2 separate regions of the Hordeum vulgare genome follow, and region 1 is linked to region 2. Evidence: chromatin contacts called from public Hi-C data. All regions are on one chromosome and are shown on one strand. Each heading gives the region's core, a stretch centred on a gene start, on an enhancer-like site or on the middle of the called end of the contact. The rest is flanking DNA. Distances are from core to core; before and after follow the strand shown. Region 1 holds the start of LOC123426730 (40S ribosomal protein S10-1). Region 2 holds the start of LOC123426728 (nicotinate phosphoribosyltransferase 2-like).

The links. Hi-C and Micro-C count contacts between places; a contact is called where the count stands out from the background.
Region 1: a contact with region 2 is called in a Hi-C map of leaf, with 2.7 times the contacts expected there. The contact joins the promoter of LOC123426730 here to the promoter of LOC123426728 in region 2. A contact is called at or near these places in 2 of 6 Hi-C or Micro-C datasets (leaf and seedling).

The regions. Positions count from the first base shown.
Region 1 is chr2H:476,638,049-476,641,888 of MorexV3_pseudomolecules_assembly, forward strand. It overlaps LOC123426730 (40S ribosomal protein S10-1), which reads left to right and starts at 2,249. Exons shown (of 5, transcript XM_045110604.1): 1 at 2,249-2,356; 2 at 2,438-2,486; 3 at 2,963-3,245; 4 at 3,833-3,840. The coding sequence starts at 2,354.
Region 2 is chr2H:475,924,681-475,928,633 of MorexV3_pseudomolecules_assembly, forward strand. LOC123426728 (nicotinate phosphoribosyltransferase 2-like) reads left to right here and starts at 2,608. Exons shown (of 15, transcript XM_045110602.1): 1 at 2,608-2,946. The coding sequence starts at 2,771.

The DNA of each region.
Region 1 (3,840 bases), core at 999-3,498, 710 kb after region 2:
CTGGTGGTCATACATGTAGTGATAGAACTGTGAATTTGACTCATGGTGACTATAAGCAATGATGAAATTTCTTTAAGTTTCACACAGACGGTCAAGGAAAAAGCGGCGATGTTGAGTTCATGCAACTCTTATGTGTGACACCCAATATGTGAGTTGTTCACTTCCACGCATGTCAATGATCGGTGTGTGATGGCATTAAACGATTACTCTCGAAGTTGGGAGCGCAAACTAGAGTAATATGGAATTTAATTTCGCTCGAGCGTTGACTATGGTCAAGAAAAGAAGGGACTATAAGTTGTAGGTGGAGTCACATGGAGTATTGGAGTAGCAGCGGTGTTCATGGATAAGCTCAAGTCCAATGTACATGGAAGTTTGACGCATAGCCAAATTCAATGTGGTGGAGAATATTCGCAAGGTGAAGTTTGTTGGAATTGTGTCGAATATAGTGTAGAAGGTAAGTTATAGTTGGACTTGTAGTTGCATTGTGTTTAGATAGGACATGGAGTCGTCTCCTCTAGGACACTTGTATCGTTGGCCTCTCATATATAGTGGGGATAGACACATGATGTAACCTATGCCAACATAATAGCACAAACACGCAGGGCGGTGTGGTATTGTGACGGTGTCACGAAGAGGAGCGCACGTAGGCACGCCCCCAAGGATGTAGCCATATCGGTGAACCTCGTTAACAAATCTCAGTGTCATGCTTGTGTGATTGCTTGGTCCTCCATAGATCGAGGGTGTGCCTTAGATATATTCTTACACTACTATGCACCACTCCCTCTCAAGATCTACTCATCTGATTGGTCAAAAAAACTTATAGATCGAAAAGCATACATAGCTATGAAATCACATATAAATATATCTCAAAAGACTCAAATAGTTCCAATGAATAACCTGATCATAAACCCACAATTCATCGAATCCCATCAAACACACCGCGAGAATTACATCAAATAGGTATCCGAAGAGATCATTGTATTGAAGATTAAAATGAGAGAGAAAAAACCATTTAACTATTGCTATGGATCCATAGGTCCCGAAGGAACTACTCACACATCATCATGGAAGCAACAAGGAGGATGAAGATTGCCTCCCCAATGGTTTCCCCTCCGATAGAGTAGCGGAAAAGACCTCTAGACGGGATCGGGAAAGAACAGAGACCCGCGACAGTGATAGAATTGTTGCGGCTCTCGCTTTCTGGGTTCTGAAATATTTGGAAATTTATAGGCCATGTATTAGGTCAAACAGAGCTACATGAGCCCCACATGTGTTGATGGCACACCCTTTTGTCGCTCTCTCATGCATCTTCTAGTCTCTCCACAAAGCTTTTAGAGTCTCTCGTAGCCCAAAAAACATCGAAAAATTTCATCGTGTTTGGACTTCATTTGGTATGTTTTTTACGAAATAAAGAAATAGATTTAAAAAAAACTGACACTAGGCACTAACTTAACAGAGTACTTCATAAAAACTATATAAAATGACATATAAATCATATAAGAATGATAATATAATAGCATGAAACAGTAAAAAAATTCTAAATACGTTGGAATCGTATCAATGTCTTCCTCCTAAACTAGTGGCCATCCTTGCTAAGCCACGTACCTCAACATTATTCTCGCGTCGTTCTTGGAATGTTTCACGTGCTTGAAACGAAGATTTTGAAGAGTTAACCTCTCTTGCAATCATGCAATACCCTCCTAGTTGTTTGACGGACTTAAGTTTGGTGGTGACTCTTAGACATTTACTTTTTTAATGGAAAACATGCTTTGCTTTATTGATCAAATACCCTCTCAGTTGTTTGTCGGGCTTGAGTTATTGCTGAATCTTCATTGCAGAAGATAGCTCAAAGTTGGCCAAAAATCTATTGACGAACATATGAGTTGACATAAGGCTTTGATGCTCACCTTCATCAATAAATTTCCAAATTGTAGGCCAAATCGCCTAGAGATAGTTTTTTAGGCTATATATAATCACCCAGGGTTAGTTGATATCGAAAGCTTTGTCTCAGTGTTCATCATAGCTTTTCTCAGTTCACATTATAGCATTTTTTCAATGCAATGTTGGACATGTTGGGCCTACCGCCTTCTTGAAAAAAATCCTAAATTGGTCGTGTAAACTCACAAACCCGGTCTGAGCCCATTTAGGCGGGCCTATATTCCATGCAGTCCCGTCCCTTTTTACATTTCTGCCCCTCGCCACAACTCTCTCTCTGACTAACCCTACACCACAGCGACTATATAAAAGCTTTTCCCAGTCAGAATCTCTAGGGTTCTTCGTTTCTCCCTCGCGCCGCCGCCTCCCTCTCCCGTCCCGGCGCACTTGGGAGCTCGACTTACCCGCGCCGCCCACCATGGTACGCGATCACCACTAGGATAGAGCCTGCTGTTTTACATGCCCTGATGCCGGTGTTAATCTCGTGTGTTGTTTCTCCCAGATCATCTCCAAGAAGAACCGCAATGAGATTTGCAAGTACCTCTTCCAAGGTCAGTACTTCTCAATCCCTGGCGCTCGTAGGCTAGTAGCAACAATACGGGCGTGGTTGATCGTTAGTTGAATTGATTTGATGCACCGAAAGCAACTTCGTTCAGTGCAATCTATAGATCTTTAAAGGAAAAGAGGTGGAGTGTATTAATGTATAGGATTTGATTCGTCGTCAGTGGAATTGTGCATGTCAGGAAGCTTACTATTAGGCTCTCATATGTTTGGTGGGATCATGTTCTCCCCTAAGCTCATATAAGGGGGATTGGGTTCTGGTTTCTCGTCAAAATATGTTCATCAATAAACAAAATGAAAATTCCATGCCCTGGCCTGTGATGACTTTGTACACCAATTATGTACATCAGAAACCAAATGAAAGATTGCATGCTCTGGTTAACTTGCTACACCAGAGATTTTGAAAATTATTTCAAGTGAAGTCACATTAAATCATTTTACCTGATGCATGTATGTGCAATTGCAGAGGGGGTGCTGTATGCCAAGAAGGACTACAACCTGGCGAAGCACCCGCAGATTGATGTGCCGAACCTCCAGGTGATCAAGCTCATGCAGAGCTTCAAGTCTAAGGAATACGTCAGGGAGACCTTCTCGTGGCAGCATTACTATTGGTACCTCACCAACGATGGCATTGAGTTCCTGCGCAACTTCCTCAACCTGCCGTCTGAGATTGTGCCTGCCACGCTCAAAAAATCTGCCAGGCCTCCTGGCCGCCCACTCGGTTCTGGCCCACCTGGTGATCGCCCGAGGTATAGTTCTTGCCCTTTCTCTCGGTACTCTATTGTTATCGACGCCATTGCCCTTGCTGCCTAATGGAAGTGACTACTAACTTTGATTTATGATAGCCGATTGTGGTATATTAAGTATGACTGACTACATTCTGTTTGTATCTTAAGGTTATACCTGTATGTGATTTGACTTAATGGTTTAAGGTGCATGTTCTATTCTGTAGGCATAGCTTTGCATCATTTTTTTTATTGGGAAGCTTTACATCATAGCCATATGAATATGAAAATTGTTTTTTTTTGCAAGGGGTCATGTTAAATCCTGTAACAAACAAAAAAAACTCCCTCGTTCATTCTGTAGACTTGATTGATCTTGCATGATGGTCAGACTTTTTGATGTATGGTGTACTTCAAGTTGTGGACGCCTCCTCTTCCTTATTTGTTAGTCGGTTGGTCCTTTGATTTTATTATGTAAACCACAGCTAGATGTTTGTATTCAGGATTTGCAAATGTGATTTGGTTAACTCACTATGTTTATTTATCCTCTTGATGATTTTATTGATGCTAAGGCAATCTTTTAATGTTGCTTGTTTTGATTGGACCTTTTGTAGGGGGCCAC
Region 2 (3,953 bases), core at 1,358-3,857:
CCTACGCTTGCATGGATGGGGCGAGGGGAGCCCGACACGCCGGGGGAGACATCTCATCGACGATGCCCGCATGTACCTGTGCGACCAATTCCCTCTGTCGCTGTCGGCGACGGCGCAACTTACGGGCAATGTTCTCCGGCTTGCAAGACGAAGCGGAGGAAGGACTGTCGACGGACAAGGCGGACAACGTCTCTGAGGCGGCGATCGGGGACGGGGTGGAATACATCATGACGGCGGATCGAGACAGGTGATGAGAATGGAGAGCAAGGGTGCCGGACGGCGAGGGGTCGGGCGACGAAAGGAGGAGGAAGGGTTTGGGGGATTTGATGCAATTTAAGGTAGGGTCGGGCTATCGGGTCCGATGTGACGGGCGTGCCCGGGCTCCCTCATTTCCGTCTCATATTTGAGAAGAAAATGGGGTGCTGGTCAGCCCGGACGTTTGTGGCCGGTTTGAGAGGTCCATCTGAATCGAATTTTTATGATCGGATAGTGACCGAACGACCATTCCGAACGTTTGATCAGAATTTAAAGGGTCTGGTTATAGATGCTCTTACATCTTCGATCCATATTAGTTGTCTTATATTTATATAGATATACAAATGTAGGCATGGATGGGAGTAGTTTGGAACGGACAACGGAGCTCACAACATAGCGTCCCAAACCCACCTTTTTGATTGGATTTTAAATGGTCGCAGATTTCTCCGCATCCAACCATACATGTGCTCTGCTCGCAAGGCCACATTTCCTGCCTTCCCGGTCCCGTCGTCCGGTCATACTTCCTCCGTTAGTCTTTAAAAAAGTTTCACTAGTGAACTACATACGGATGTATATAGACATATTTTAGAGTATAAATTCACTTATTTTGATTCGTATGTAGACTCCTAATGAAATATCTTAAAAGACTTATATTTAAGAACGGAGGGAGTAGGTTGCAATGTCTCTTTTGTGTATGTGTAGCCAGCCTTCGAGAACAACAACGACTGACTACTCTTTCCTAAATCCAAAAAAAAAAAGTAGAAACGACTGGCTACGTTGGCACGGCCTTTCGATTTAACAACGATTATCATATGCGCCGTCGCCTGTGCCTACGAATTTTCCTCTGCCACTAACCAGGGTCCCGTCGCCGGCGGCGGCGGCCACATGAGATCAGAGTCCGGCGACGGGATCCCGGAAGATTCCCGCATGCCACGCCTGTCTCCACAACAAACGGGCCCGTGCTTCCATTACAGAACAAAAAGGAAGAAACGAATCAAAAACAGAGCCGCCACTCACCAACCGCCACATGTCGTCATGCCCATCCGTGGCCCAAACAAGCCTCTCGCTGCCGCTGGGATCATGTAATTCCAAGGCCCACTGTCATGCAGGAGTAGCCTTCCGGCGAGTATACTTTGCATCGCAAGAGAGCAGCGAGAAAGGCTCTCCAGATTGCGTCCAAAAAGGCATGCGTGGAGTAATCCGGCCAAAAACAGAATGTGCTGGGGGGCGACTTCTACTTTTGCCCTATAGTTACAGGAGAATTCCATTTCAGTCCAAGATGGTACTCCCTTTGTCTTAAATTTTTTGTCTATATATGAATGTATATACTCATATTTTAGTATTTAGATAAATCCATTTCTGGACAAACCTCGGACAAAATTTTTGGAACAGAGGAAGTATATTATTGCGTTATTTGTCTCTGGATGAAATTTCCCAGGATCAAGACACTTTTTTCTTTAGTTGGTGATCAAAACGTTGTTATAGACCAGACTCGTAGGAAAAATACAAGGAGCTTCAAAATGATCAAGTGCCATAGTTTGTGAGAGCTACGAAATTGATTGAGATCTTTTGGGTAATACATTGACAATGACAATGCCAAATGAAAGTTCAAAGGTGAAAGCAACACGTAAGAAGAGTGGAAGATGATCCGTCCTAATTACTTGCGATGTACTTTCTTTTCGTGCATGTATAATGGTACGACCAAAATTCCTATGCTTGAAATTTATCGAAAACACTATTGACTTGATTTTTCTCAGTCTCCTTTGAAATAATTTTTTGTTAGCACGAGTGATCTAAATCCGTCGAAATCAACCTGGGAATAATAAAATGTGAAGGAGCAACATAGCTTGGATGGTTAGTTTCGTATGGTGGAACCAACCTATTAAAGTTTAAGGTCCTAGTTATGACATTGGTGCCCGTATTTTTCTTAATTTATTTCGATCTTTCTGACGATGTTCGTTCACTAAGAGAAGATGTTTCGGTCGACATTAAGAAACAATCTATAGTAAGCTAAGGAAGCGTATTGACAATCCAAGCATATTGTAAGCGTCTTTTTAGAAATCATCAAATGTAGACATTGATGCCTACATTTTTTTAAATTTATTTCAGCCTTTTTAAGGATGTTTGTTCAGTGAATTTTTTTTTTGTTTCTGTCGACATTAAGAAACAGTCTATAGTAAGCTAAGGAAGCGTATTGACAATCCAGCATATTGTAAGCATCCTTTTACAAATCATCAAATGTGATTAAAAAACATAAGCATGCGAGGGCACCATGTGACATTACCAACTTTCAGTGGTACACCTATGAAACTTATCACCCCTATTATAAATACCTTGCCTGCTTCCAGCCAAACTTCCAAATTCCAAATCGGCCCCTGGCGTCTCCTCCTCCTCCTCCTCCTTCCCCTCCCGGCCTCCAATTGTCCTCCTCCCGCCTCCCCTTCCTCCCCTTGAAGCTTCACACGCCTCAGCCCAGAGAACCCTAGCGGAAGCTCTCGCGTTCCAGAGCCCAAGTATGGAGGCGACGGCGCCTAGCGTGGGCGCCGGCGCCAATGGTTCGCTGGCGGCGGCGGCGAGGGCGCAGGTGGGGCCGCCCACGAACCCCATGGCCACGGCGCTGCTCACCGATCAGTACCAGTTCTCCATGGCCTACGCCTACTGGAAGGCCGGCAAGCACGCCGACCACGCCGTGTAAGCACCCCTCGCCTCTGCCTCGTGTCCTCCGCTTCGCGTATCTCTGGTTCGGTCGTGCCGATTGGATTGGATCGACGGGTGGTGTGATCTGGTGCCAGCTGGTGAGTTGGTTGGTTCCGTCCGGGTTATGTTCGGGGGAATGAATTGGCGAGAGGTCTGATTTTTTGGGAGATACTTGGACTGTTGCTGCAATTCTCTCGTTGCCGTGGCGAATAGTTTGGTTTCAATCTATGCGGTAGTTTGGTTTTTGTTCTCGTGCAATTCTGTCATTGCTGTGGTCTGGCATCTTTTTCGTGCCCTCTACGTTATTGGGTAAGACGGCCGCAGCTTTGCGCTTTGATGGTTTATTACCTGGTAGTTGCGTAGTTGGCTAACTGATACTCTGTCTTTGGTTCCCTCTTGCCTGTAGTTTTGATCATCTTCCTTGTCAGTAATAACTGAAACAAAACAAAAATGTTGTATGCTGGTCTTAATATATCTTTTGCGAATATTTATTTTTGTTATTCTTGTTATATGTGTGGCTGCGTAGGCCGGGGCTATCCTCTTTTTCTTTTTAAAATAAAATAAATAACTGAAGTGGCATTTTTTGCTTGCTTCTTGATTGTTCTGCTATGCAGTACTTTGGAAAGCCCTTCTGAATGTGCATTGTTTAGTTAATCCCTTTATGTCAAAATTGTGAGTGCAACCATCGTTTATTGATGGGCTTGCCATTGCTTTCATGTGGGTCCAGATGTTCTTGTGTTAACAAAATTGGACTGGCCTTTCTATTAGGTTCCCCCCCCCCCTCCATTGTTGTTTTAGTATGTGGCACCTCATGTGTGGATTCTAGCATATAGGTACATCAATTTATTATGTCATTGTGGGTTCTCTAGAACTTGCAGTGTTAATCAATATTTTCTAATTGGTGATATGATTTACTCCGGGTGGAGAGGAAACAAATAGATGTGGACATTTGAATGATGTCACATGGTTGAATGAATTAGAATTTTCAGTGTGAACATGAA